Regions from separate parts of the Mus musculus genome. Here region 1 is linked to region 2. A link is a contact called in public Hi-C data. All regions are on one chromosome and are shown on one strand. Each heading gives the region's core, a stretch centred on a gene start, on an enhancer-like site or on the middle of the called end of the contact. The rest is flanking DNA. Distances are from core to core; before and after follow the strand shown. Region 1 overlaps Tcp11l2 (t-complex 11 (mouse) like 2). Region 2 holds the start of E230014E18Rik (a long non-coding RNA gene).

Region 1 (6,610 bases), core at 858-3,357, 74 kb after region 2:
AGGGTTTCTCTGTATAGCGCTGGCTGTCCTGGAACTCACTCTGTAAACCAGGCTGGCCTCAAACTCAGAAATTCTGGGTTTTTTAAAAATGCATTTTCTAAGAAGTCTATTGTGAACATGTGTCTTGTAATGCTTATTTTAAAATAGTCCATTTCGTTGCTGCAGCCTTGCTGGTCAAGTGAAGCGTGTTGTCCACCAGGCCTTCTGGGATGTCTTGGAAGCAGATCTCAGTGCTGAGCCTCCTCAGTATGAATATGCCATCAAACTGTTTGAAGAAATCAGAGAGGCAAGTCGGTGTTTATACCATCAACACCTTAACTCGCTGGGGTAACGTAATGGGTACCAGAAATGGATAGCTTATAAAAGGTACAAGTTCCTCACAATCTTAGAGACTGAGATGTCTGAGACTAAGACATCAGCAGATTTGCTGCCTCATGAAGGCCTATTTCACAGGAGAATCCTTACATGACAATGACTCTACTCTGATTACATAGTTACCTCAGAATTGGGTTTTGGCATGTGAGTGTGAGTGTGTGTGAGTGTGAGTGTGAGTGTGTGCCCACAGTACACTGTAGCAGTTGTGTTTCCTCTCCCAGAGACTGTGTGCTACCTTGGTATCATCCCTCATTTTAAAAGACTGAGTAGTCAGATCCCAGTAGACTCCTTGGTGACTCTCTCTCGTTAGGTAGAATCTAGGAAATCAAGGCAGCAGACAGAACTCAGGGCAGTGCTTTAGTACACACTGAGACCTAAGAGTTAGACCTGGGCTAGTAATGAGCTCACCCTCTGAAAATGTCCGTGTCTTGAGTGTTTACAGGATAGTTGTGAGAACTAAACAAGAAGGTGGCAGTTCTTTTCAGTGGCTGTTTACGAGACGCTTGCTCTTTAGCATGCACTGCAGGACTATTATTATGTACATAGTGCTCTAACTTACCCAGATCAGAAGGGTCAGGCTCAGAGCTTTTTGTGTTCCCAGCCATTACTGTGTATGTGAGCTCAGAGTCCACCATACTAAGAGTACTCAGTTAAGCACTGGCTTGTGTAGTATTTGTACACAAACTATTCTTCATGGACTTCACGTGGGGGTTCGGAGAGTCATCTGCTCTTGAGTGGTTTTGGAGCCATGATGTGCAGCCTCACTGAAGGCTTTTTGGAGGTGTCCAGTTTTCCTCCTGAAACGTCAGTCATTCTGAAGAGCCGTGGCTTTTGTTTCAGCCGATTGAACTTTCTTCTCCGGGTTGAGGCACTGCACGTGTCTGATGTCCTTGCAGGCAGAGGCATAGCTTGTGGCATTGGGGACGGTGCAGTGTGAGCGGGGAGCGTCCTCCTCTGGGACAGGGCCGCCGCTGACTCTTCTTTCCCTGTGCAGATTCTTCTCTCTTTCCTCACGCCTGGCGGGAACAGACTTCACAGCCAGATCTGTGAGGTTCTGGACATCGACCTCATTAGACAGCAGGCCGAGCACAGTGCTGTCGACATCCAAGGTCTGGCCAACTATGTCATCACCACCATGGGGAAGATATGTGCTCCTGTGAGAGATGAAGACATCCGAGAGCTGAAAGCTACCACCAACATCGTGGAGATGCTGAGGTTAGCCCTTTTGCTGTGTGCGTTTTCTTAGTGGCTTCAGATTCTTTCAAGAGACTGGGAGTAATGGGAAATAGATAACTGGCCTTGCAAAGGAGCTTGTGATGCCAAGGGAAAAACAGAAACGGGAGCCGGTCAGTCCTTGACACTGTGTGTTGAGTTTTCTAGTGAGGTAGTTATTCTGCATGCAGTGGGCCTTGAGGATATAGTAATAAAATCAGAATTCCTGGCCCCAGGGGGTTAGGATGAAGGGAAGAGACAGACCTTGACCAATGACCTATGCTGATTAGACAGTTGTTTCTGGTGCTGTGGAAGGAATCATAGAGGGTGGAGCTTCCAGGAAAGGTATCCTAATATAGTCAGGGTTAGAGGAGGTCATGGCATTGTTAAGAGCCATTAGCTGCTATTGAATTCTCATGATTTCACCAATAAGAATCTGCTGGTGCTGGTGTCTCTCTCTAGGATTATTGGTCAGGCACTGTCCACTTGCCTTTGGGGAACCCAGAGCTCCTCTGTCCTTGGCTGCCCTCACCCTGCTTGTGATATTTTCTCATCCAGCTGCAAGTGGAAAGACTGGGACATCAGTGTGTAAACTCAGCCTCAAGAGGGCATATGCCCTTGACTTTGACTAGCCACACGGCCCCACCCAGATTGAAGGCCCACCCATAGCCTCATATCTGCCAGGGTATTGGTAGTCAGCTATCCAGGTCTGCTACAGTGTCTCCAGGTTTTTGAGGCTCACATTAATGTGTGAGAAGCTTGTCTAACTCTGTAGACAGTAACTTCCTTATGATTCCAGAGGACATACTGTGAACTGCTTATTGCCATCGATAGGATTTTTTTTTGTTTTATGAATACAAGTCATATTGAGGACTGAGTTTTGTGTAACAGTTTTAGAAAGCAGAGGAATGGAAACTGGTCTGTATATAGAAGGTAATTTTATTTGTAGCCCATAGCAAGTTGACAGTTTCTCAAGGTGACACTTCACCTGTCTATAAAATGGGCTTTTTATATCTTTAGTATTGTGCTGAGTTCTGGAAGATTGTAGAAGCTCTGCTTCCAGTTACCTATATGATGTCAGATCTTCAGTGTTTATCTTGGTCGTGGTCACCTACTGGATGCCACATGTTTTTGATCCCTGAGTTTAAAGTTGCTTGCATAAGCATGGGTGGAGTCTCACCAGAAGCTACAATCACTGAAGAAAATGCCAGCTCCTCTCCTGGCACCCATTAACTGCTAGTAGTTCCTGAGCAGGGATGGGGCTTCATGATGTCTTCTCTACCCATTCTGGAATGTTGAAGGACCCAGTCTTGTACCCTTCACTTGCTGTGTCTGAGAGTAGCACTAATCTATTAACATAAACATACATATTTAAAAGGAAGTTTGACAGTATGTGTATTTAAGCAACAGTAACTATCCCCTATGGCCTATGACCTTCCGAATAATAGGATCTTTGACTTAGCATATAGTACCAAGTGTGTATTCCCTCCTGTGAAGAGGCCTTAAATCCAATCCGAAGGTAGTTGGTTCACAATAATAGTCCTGCCACTGTTGCCCAGCAGGTCTGTACTGTAGCACACAGGGTTCACAGCTGGATTAAATCGCTGATGACTGTTTCCACCAGCAGCCTGGCTAGCATCTTCTAACACAGTAACACTGACAGCCAGGGCAGCAGCCAGCTTAGGTCCAGCTTGATTCCTCTGTCTGACAAAGTACATAGAGTCTTACTGTCTAATTCTAGTGAACACCCAAGAGCAGTGTTGTATGGGGGAAATTTTGAGCCTCTCTGGGCACCAACTCAGAGGGAGATGACTTACTCCTGACAGTCGGATTTTAGCTTTAAAGACCCACAACTTCTAGGAGCAGCATTACCCGCTCGTGTAGGATTTCTGCATTACAAGCTTTTTAAAAATAGGGGCTTTTTAGTTAGTGTATAAAGCAGTGAGTTTTTATATGGATCTTTAATACGTCTTTTGTCTCTGGTACACAATACATCTTTTGTCTCTGTTTTACACACACACACACACACACACACACACACACTCCCTGGCTCCTTCCCTTTTAAACCTTTCACACTTCATATATTTAATACATCTTTTCTCTCTGTTACACAATGCATCTTTTGTCTCTGTTACACACACACACACACACACACACACACACACACACACACACACTCCTGGCTCCTTCCCTTTTAAACCTTTCACACATCATAGTTCTTCCTCCTCAACTGTCATGGTCTGTATGTTTTGCTTCTCACCCTCTTAAGGCCGTCTTCAACCTCCTGGCCTTTTTCTTGTTTCTTGTTTACAGACACCTATACAACACAAACACATGAATCTGCAAAGGTCTAAGCTCAGATCATCCCCTGAGCGAACACATGATGGTTGTCCTTCTGGACCTGTGTCACTTCACTCAGTAAGACGCTTTCCCATTCCATGCATCTTCTGTGTATTTCATAACTGCATTTCTAAACACTTGAATAAAATGCCATATTTATAAGCCAGCATCTCTCAACCTGGGGGTGGCACCCCTTGGGGTCAAATGACCCTTTCACAGTGGTCACCTAAGGCCATCAGAAAATACAAATGTTTACATTATTATTCATAACAATAGCAAAATAATAGTTATAAAGTAGCAATGGAAATAATCTTATGGTTGGGGGATCACCACAACGTGAGGATCTGTATTAGAAGGTCTTAGCATTAGGAAAGTTGAGAACCACTGATCTGAGTAGACTACATTTTCTTTATCCACTCATTAGTTGGCAGATCTATAAGGTGGTTGCATCCTGGCTCTTATGTATAGAGCAGCGATGAACACCAGTGCTCCTAAGCATCAGTTTTCGTTATCTCCCTACCATTCTAACCCCCTTCCCAGGGGATGTCCTCTTCTTTTGGTCCTGAGCAACAGAGGTGCAAAGAGATTGAGGAATTGTCCATGGCCATAGTTCTGGTCAGTTGGAAAGCTGGATCTGAGCACAGGACCGCAGAGCCTGAAAAGCAGCTTCCCTTGGTGGCCCACAGCCCTGTCCTTTCATTTACGGAGGTGTTTTTCTTCTTTCTGCAGTATTATAGCCCTGTGCACTGTGTTCAGGCTCTTTAGAAGCACAACAGATTTTCAGGGGTGGGTGAGCTGCCAGGGTTATCAATATTTGCCACAGTAGATGCTCATACACATGAATAAGACTTCCTTGAAAAATGGCCCTGGTAAATGACTGTTGATGCCTTAGACACTGAAAATGTGTTTTCAAGAGGATTATCCAGTCTGTGACACATAGGTAGTTGTCAGTTTCAACGTAACTTCTCAACCACTTCTTTGTTTCAATTCTAAAATTTGTAGACAAATCTTCCGTGTCTTGGACCTCATGAGAATGGACATGATGAATTTTGTCATTAGGAATATTAGACCTCACATCCAGCATCATTTGGTGGAATATGAGAGAAACAAATTCCAGGAAGTTGTAGAAGAAACTCCAAGTATGTATAATATGTATAATATGTACTTATGTCAAAATTGGTTCGAAATACGGTGCTGTAACTTTGCCTATACATGTTGTGTTACTAAAGAACTTTGGCTCTCCTGTTAGTGTTAAACATGTCTGAATCCTCTTCAAAGTTGACATTGCAAACTTCTAGTTGTTTATTCTGTCTCAGAAAATGTGCTGAGAACATCTTCATTTTCCATTTATTCCAAATATCTATTGAGAATGTGCTATACCCTTTTGGGAAGGCATGGCGAACAAGCATAAACTGTCAGATGTAATATTGTGGGACAAACAGTAACAGGACAGGAGCTGAAGGTGTTCATAGACGGGATGAGGCAAGGCTTCTTTTAGTCCGTAACATTTGAGCAAAGCTTGCTAAGAACTATAGAAGGGGTATTCACAGGTTTAGGGAAAGGACATTCTGGCCACAGGGAGCTGCAAGAGCAGAGACCCTGAAGCAGAGACTTGCTTTCATGTTTTGTGTGTACAAGGTAGATGTGACCAAAGGAAAATTGGTAAGGGAAGAGGGAGGGGCGATGGGCTGAGAGGGAAGAGAGTCACTGGAGAATCTTGGTCAGGGAAGCAGCGTGTGATTTTTTACTGTGTGTTTCCTGCATGGGAAGTAGACTGTGTAAGAGCAAAGAGGGTACCAGCTGTCAGCTAGATAGTCATGGAGTCTCTCAGACAAGAAGAGGGGGGCTTATTCCAGATAGTAGTGATGGAGGAGTAAGGTTGAGTTCTGAGTATGTCCTGATGTCCTGAAGATGGAGATCGCCTAGTGAAGGTTGGATGAGGGAAAATGGCGGCACTGAGGACAACTCAGTGAACATGCTTAGACCAAGCATTGGCTCAGTGGTGGGAAAGGGGAAACCTGTGAAGGAAAGGTGGGAGTTTTAGAGCCATAAACTTTAAGATATTGTCTGACACTAGTGTGGAGATGCCAGGTCAGCATTTGGCTGTGAGAATCCAATGTCGGGAGACATGGATACATACTGGGGCTCATCAGTGTATTTCTGCTACATAAAGCTATAGAAGTGGGCCATTGACACTTAAAGTGTTTAGCACATTCTAACCACTTTGCCTATATGAACTAAATCATTATAAGTACATGACATTGCCTCCCACTTTATAAATGGGGGAAATGAGGCATAGAGAGGTTGAATCGCTTGCTTCTGAATTGCACCTTATAAAGTATGGAGCTAGACTCACCCAGGCAGACAGTACAGTCAGCGCTCTTGCCATTCTTATGCATGAGGTAAAACAGCCATAGGGAGTGAGTGTAGATGCTGAGGGAACTGGTCATGAAGTATAGGAGGAGGGAAGTCAAGGGGAGTGGCATCCTGCTGGAACGTAGGGGAAGCTTGAGTGGATGTGACAGGACCTTTTCAGTAGTCAAGAGAGATGAAAGTCAAGACTTGACCACTGGATTTGACCAATGAGGATTATTGATAACTTTGATGGGCGCACTTTCAGTAGGTGTATGACTGGAGAGAAGGCAGAGAGGAATGGGGCTGGTAAATACTGCCTCATTTGGTC
Region 2 (6,535 bases), core at 3,533-6,032:
CCTTTTGGGGGTAGGTGTGACCTTGTTGGGGTAGGTGTGACTTTGGTGGGGTAGGTGTGACCTTGGTGGGGTGGGTGTGACTTTGTTGAGGTGGGTGTGGCTTTGTTGGGGTAAATATGCCTTGTGGGGTAGGTGTGGCCTTGGTGGAGGGAGTTTATCACTGGTGATAGGGTTTGAGGTTTCAAATGCTCAAGCCAAGTCCAGTCTCCTCTCTCTGTCTCTCTTTCTCTGTCTCACTCTCTCTCTTCCCTCCCTCCCTTTCTCCCTTCTTCTCTCCCTCCCTCCCTCCTTCCCTCCCTGCTGCCTGCTAATCCAGATGTAGAACTCTCAGCTACCTCTCCAGCACATCTGCCCACACCTGCTTCCTGCCATGGCCATAATGGACTAAACCTCTGAACCTGTGAGCCAGCCCAAAGTGAAATGTTTTTCTTTATAAGGGTTGACATGGTGTCTCTGCACAGCAAAAGAAACCCTAAGACAGGTAGTTACTGTCTTCAGTTGTATACCCACAGTAGGGTTCAATATAGCCACGGATCACCCTGGTTAAGCTCAGAAAGTCACAAAATAAAGCAAAAGAATGAGAAGGGAGGAAAAAGACTAGGAAGAGAAGAGAGGAAAGGGCAGCAGAAACGAGAACGGATTATATACATGTATGAAATTGTTCAAGAACAAGCTTAGTGAGGGTTTCCCAAGCAAAGATGAGAGATGCTGGGGCCGTCGGGGCTAAGCCTAGACTGCCGACCTCACTTTCCGTCTCTGCCAAGGGACACCCCAAAGCCACCACAGGCTTAGCATCAATCCACTTTTGGAAGGAATGCCCGTCTCCAAAGAAAGCCACCCCTACTATTACAAACTGCAGAGATGGGGAACCACCAGCGTGTGGTGTTGGCATCTTTAACGGTGTCTTTGGGATTAAGCATTGGTCACCCCAAGAAAGGCCAGGTCACAATCTCATTCCGAACTCTCAACAACTTGGGGGGGGGGCCTTTGATAACCCTCCTAACTCAAACATGTGATTCTGGGGGAGGCCATTCAAGGGTTTTCCCCCCTGTTGGGCTCACTTAAAGAAAGTTGAGCCCCGCACAAATAAATTTCCCAGCTACACCTACTGCTTGGCCTTGTTTCTTATTTCCTTGGAATCCTTGACTGACTCTGCTTTGTTCTCTCCTGTAGGGATTACAGAATTCTCCACTAGAAGAGATCATGAGGAAAATTGGGGCCAAGCTTCATATCTGACAGGTAACAAAGATTTCCCAACAAAAAACAAAGATTTCCCAACAAAATGATCGAGAACCATCAAGGCCAGCTGCCTGGCCCCAACCTGTCCTCTGCACCACACTGCCCTCTCCTGGACACATATGGAAACAACCACTGGGAGGCATTTGATTTGTGGGAGTCTTGCCTAATGAAGGCTTCCTTGGGGACTAGTCATAAGTGTTGTCTCCAAGCTGTCTCTCTGCAGACTTCCCTCCCTCCTGTACTCCTTCTTGCTTACTGGAACCCCAGTTTCCCTCTCTGAAGTATGAGAAGAAGATAAACGACGCCGGAAGCTGGTAAGAAAGAACACAGAGGCCAGGTTGGGCTGAGGGAGGACCTGCCTGTGCCTGAACTCTTAGCTAGAAGACGCCCCCTCCACACCCCCCACCAACAACAGTGCAACAAGAAAACCCAAAGCTCTTTGATGTATGAAGCTCTGACATCACAGGCCTTAAAAGAGTCCCGCAAAGCTCAAAGCTTCCATTCTTCAGGGTAACAATTTCCATGTATTCATCTCAGAAACTGCAAGGATCAAAAACAAAAAACAAAAAAAACAAAAAAAAAAACAAAACAAAACAAAAAAAAACAAAACAAAACAAAAAAACCTCCCAGTGCCTTCAGGAGCCAGAGACCTAAATGGGTTAAGAGATCAGTGAGAGTGAGTGGGTGGGAGCCATGGACTCTAGAGGCGACAGTTTGCTACAAGCTTTGTTTCCCCAGCTCCCAGCATTCCCAGCACTGTGGCCAATTGTTACGTCCCAAGTGGAAAGATTTGAAAGTACTTCAAACCTTACACCAACGCCATGAAGTAAGTAGGTGTCGCCGGCTTCACATCCATTTGTTAAGTGGGGAGACCCAGGCATAGAATACAAGAAGTGTTTCCACGGGCAGACAGATTGGTAGGGGTGTGGCTGGAGTTTGAACACAGAACCCAATTTCCTAACTGCCAATATGGGGTACACAGGATGAGCTTGAAGGCTCGGATCCCGGGTGCATTTTAGGAAACAAATTTTTTATCAGAGACAACCCATTCCCCTGGCCAATCCCCTGAGCTGTACAACATGTGTCCCACCCAGGGTGTGACATTTAACACATGCACAATTTGAGAGGTTATCACCGAATACTAATATCCCAATTTGGCTTACCGGTCTAAAAGTCTCTCTGCCTGACCTTCCAGGCTAGATGGATTGGGGAAGAAGAAAGCTCCTTAGAGCCAATGTTCCAAAGATTCATATGAACAGACCTCTTCATCATTAGGTTCTCAAAGGGAACTAATTAGGGGTGTGTGTGTGTGTGTGTGTGTGTGTGTGTGTGTGTGTGTGTGTGTGCTGTAAAGGTGTTTATAGCACAGAAAAGTGCACGTGTAGGTCTCTTCAAATAGTAGCCTTGGGGCTGTATGTAATGATGCCCTAGCTCACACCAGAGTTTAAATCATACCATTCCTGTGATCCCAGGATCAGACACTAGATGGCACCACATTCTCCCCTGATGCTGAACCACATACCTCCTAACAGAAAAAATTCAGTAGCTTGAGCAGCCTTGGATTTTTTTCCTGATGGGTCTGTACCATCTCAAGGTGAAGAGACTTCGTCCACTTCATATCAATAAGTAAGGGGGTGCTGTGTGTCAGTCTCTGGTGGGAACAGAGGCTTGGTTCAGACAAAAGCCACTCACCTCCCCCCACCCCCAGGGATACGGCCAATCTCTACCCCTCCTCCTCACCTATACAGCCCTCCTCCATTCTCCCCAACCCTCCAGCCCTCCTCCCCAGCCCTCCTCCATTCTCCCCAACCCTCCAGCCCTCCTCCCCAGCCCTCCTCCATCCTCCCCAGCCCTCCTCCATTCTCCCCAGCCCTCCAGCCCTCCTCCATCCTCCCCAGCCCTCCTCCATTCTCCCCAGCCCTCCAGCCCTCCTCCATCCTCCCCAGCCCTCCTCCATTCTCCCCAGCCCTCCAGCCCTCCTCCCCAGTCCTACCCTCAGGAAGTTCCCCAAGAATCAGGACAGGCTACAGAGTCAAGGAGAGTTGAAGGTGAGAAAGACTGTGGAGCTCAGAAAAGGGGCAAGTTACCCAGAGCAGCACAGCCTGTCAGACCAGCACCCTCATCCAGTGTCCTCCATCCTGACCTTATAATTCTACCTCGGAACTCCTCTCCCCATGAGAGCCAATTAAGAAAATGAGAGGTTGGAACTTTCTAAATATCGGTGTTTCTAAGACTGACTCCATGCGAGCACATGGCCTAAGACAGGGGAAGCTGCACCCAGTGTGCAACCATCACTTTCCACAGAACATGACCAAGTACCCCAGCACAGGTGGCTCTGCCCTCACCACAGGCCCATTGCCCAATCGGCCTTGCTCAGGGTGTCAGGAACCAACACGCTCGCCTGGCACAGCCTAGAGGAAGTGCCACACCTTTTGCAGCAGCTCTGATCCTTCACTTGCTGCCCGGCGCTTCCAATCGTTACTTAGGCTGGCACGGGGCCAAGACAAGTAACCAGGGAGGAGGAACAAGGCCCTGTCTTGTCTCCTGAACCAGTTGGTCTGAGCAGTTTGGGTGAACAACTTCCTCTCTCTGAGGCTGTCTCCCCATCTGGGGAAAAAAAAAAGACGAAGGTTTAATTTGAGCCCCTTTAATCTTTACTATGCAAGGCCTGTTTGTTGCATGGTCTGTCCCTATCAGAATTATTCACGTTGATTGATCGTGATTACAGGCCCACAGGGACTGGTGGTGAGTCGGTTATCATGGGCTTTCTGATTTACACTATCGTATGTCTGATGCGTGAGTTTTCTCCCTGTGTTTCTTCTCCTTACAAAAAGTGACCATAGGGCCAACTGTCTTGATATGCTCCTTTGATCCCAGGACCAGTCTGAGGCAGGAGAATACTGTTAGTTCAAGACCAGCCTGAGGCTGCATAGTAAGATCCTGCAACACCACACACACACACACACACACACACACACACACAATCACACACACACACAATCACACACCCTTTAACTGGGAAATTTCCCTCACATACAAAAAGGGTCATGGAGTTAATTAAGGGCTGGAGAGATGGCTCGGCTGCTCGGCTGTTAGGAACACTTGCTGCTCTTGCAGAGGACCCAGGTTCCATTGCCAGCACCTATGTTGGACAGGTCACAACTATCCACAGCTCCAATTCCAGGGAATCTGACACCTTATTCGGACCTCTGAAGGCCTGGACATGTGTCAGATGCACACAGACACACACACACACGTAGAGCTCCAAGTAAGCTCAGCCTGCTTTCTTATAGAGCTCTAAGTAAATACAAGTGTTCTTTGCTTAGCACAGCACAGTTAGACACTGATGTACTCACTAACTGAAAAATACATAGGTGAATAGAGTTTTGCTTTCAGTCTTCCATTTTTATAGCACATCATTGGGAGGGGGGGACTTGGTTCACCACTTACTATGACCAGGAAATGTTCTGAACAAAGTACTTAGCCTCCTTGGAGCCTTCACCTATCAAGAAACGGGGCAGGGTGGGGCAGGGTGGGTTGCTAAACATAGTGCCTCCCTGTGTGGCTGTCATAAAGCCTTTAGAAGAATGACTGTGCATACTCAGTACTCAGGAAGTGTTAGTTACTTGGTACGCCTCCTAGAACCAAGCATGGTAACTTCTCTGCAGATACAGAGATGAAAGACCCAAACACGGAGGGTGCCATCCAGCAAGAAAGCAGTCATGCAAGCCATTGTAGCACAGAGGGAAGAGGCTTTCCGACCAGCAGCCTGGAGGGTGGGGTCCTGGGTGGAGCATTCAAGTCGGCTTAGGGTTCAGGTTCAGAGATGGAGCAGTCTGATTAGGAAAGGAGGAAGATGCTGGAGATGTCATAACAGAGGAAAACAGCCTCATGAGATCCCCAGGAGCTGATGGCAGGAGCCAGCCAGAGGTAGGCATGGAAGATATAGTGGGAAGGGGACACAGACAGACAGACAGACACTTGGGAAAGGCTGTGCTTGTGATCTATGGGGGAGTCCCCAAAGACAAGCCAGAGACAGGAAGGGCAGTGAGGCACAAACACCTGTCTTCATTTCTTCCGGCCATTTCCTGTTTCCCCACTGGACCAGGATTACAGTGAAGGCAGGACTCCATCTGTCTTGCTGTCTGTCTCCTTCATGTGCAGCAGAGTGGTGTTCCGCAGTATCATGAGCCATGAACCAGGCTGCTGGTGATTAGCCTCCGATCCCCAGTTATGGGGGTAAAGAGGAGGCTGGGAAGAGAGGGTGGTGGTGTGTTAAGGCTTTATCCCCCGTGATGTGGAAAGGGAGAGTGTCCTAGTTAGGGTGAGCATTGCTATGATAAAACACCACGGTCAAAAAGCAAATGGGAAGAAAAGGATTTATTTCAATCACAGTTCTGTATCAACTGTACATCGTCAAAAGCAGTGAGGGCAGGAACTCAGACAGGGCAGGAACCTGGAGGCAGGAGCTGATGCAGGGGCCGTGGAGGGGTCCTGCTTACTGGCTTGCTCTGTATGGCTTGCTCAGCCTGCTTTCTTTTCTTTTTTTCTTCCTTTCTTTCTTTTCTTTTTCTTTTTCTTTTTCTTTTTCTTTTTTGAGACAGGGTTTCTCTGTGTAGTCTTGGCTGGGCAGTGGTGGCGCATGCCTTTAATCCCAGCACTTGGGAGGCAGAGGCAGGTGGATTTCTGAGTTCGAGGCCAGCCTGGTCTACAGAGTGAGTTCCAGGTCAACCTGCTTTCTTATAGAACCCAGGGCTACCAGGCCAGGAATGGTACCACCTGCCATGGACCACCCCATTTGGGTATGGGGTCCCTGGAATGAGGGTCCTCAAAGCTAGGTGGGTAAGAGTTTGGCAGTGACAAACAGAAACATAGAGGCAGTTTGAATCTGAGTGTATTTTGCAGCTCCCAAGCAGGGGATTTTATATATTAAAAAACCAAACATTACATCTCTTAGAAACTATATCCAATGAAACAATCACAGATACCAAAAAAAAATCATTTGGCACAGTAAAGCACAAAAGTTATCCAAGCATTACAACTCTGAAACTATGTATTTAGTGAACCACAAACAAAACAGGTAACATCATTATAAATCATCAAAATATAACAATTCTAAAAGGATGTATTCAGTGGGCGCTGTCATCCAAGGCTTGTGGCATATTTCCAGGAGCAGGTTAATAAATCTTTAACGGTCAGTGCCCTTAACCACTGAACTAACTTTCCAGCCCCATGGTCAATTATTATTTAATATCCAGTGCCTGATTTTTTTATAAATCTTCAATGTATAAATTTA

What was found. A called contact is a pair of places that touch in the nucleus more often than the background predicts.
Region 1: a Hi-C map of cardiomyocytes shows a contact between it and region 2, with 2.3 times the contacts expected there. The contact joins the enhancer-like site here to the promoter of E230014E18Rik in region 2. A contact is called at or near these places in 3 of 39 promoter capture datasets (hematopoietic stem and progenitor cells and liver), 3 of 15 datasets of contacts at CTCF or cohesin (CD8 T cells, embryonic stem cells and pro-B cells), 29 of 484 Hi-C or Micro-C datasets (the BV-2 cell line, CD4 T cells, CD8 T cells and 18 more), 4 of 115 datasets of contacts at active chromatin or transcription factors (the HPC-7 cell line, PVALB interneurons and embryonic stem cells) and 3 of 9 other capture datasets (adipose tissue, embryonic stem cells and liver).

The regions. Positions count from the first base shown.
Region 1 is chr10:84,589,719-84,596,328 of GRCm38.p6, forward strand. It overlaps Tcp11l2 (t-complex 11 (mouse) like 2), which reads left to right. Exons shown (of 10, transcript NM_146008.2): 4 at 166-286; 5 at 1,370-1,590; 6 at 4,930-5,066. Among named protein-coding and RNA genes, the nearest start is that of Tcp11l2, 16 kb to the left of the region's middle. Within about 2 kb of position 2,108, at least 9 of the 459 cell types and tissues checked have an H3K27ac peak or open chromatin away from gene starts, as enhancers often do. A contact at or near this core is called in cardiomyocytes, where this site is marked.
Region 2 is chr10:84,512,921-84,519,455 of GRCm38.p6, forward strand. E230014E18Rik (a long non-coding RNA gene) reads left to right here and starts at 4,783. Exons shown (of 2, transcript XR_003948929.1): 1 at 4,783-5,169. Gm34405 (a long non-coding RNA gene) reads right to left here and starts at 4,742. Exons shown (of 4, transcript XR_380642.4): 1 at 3,396-4,742; 2 at 2,762-2,890.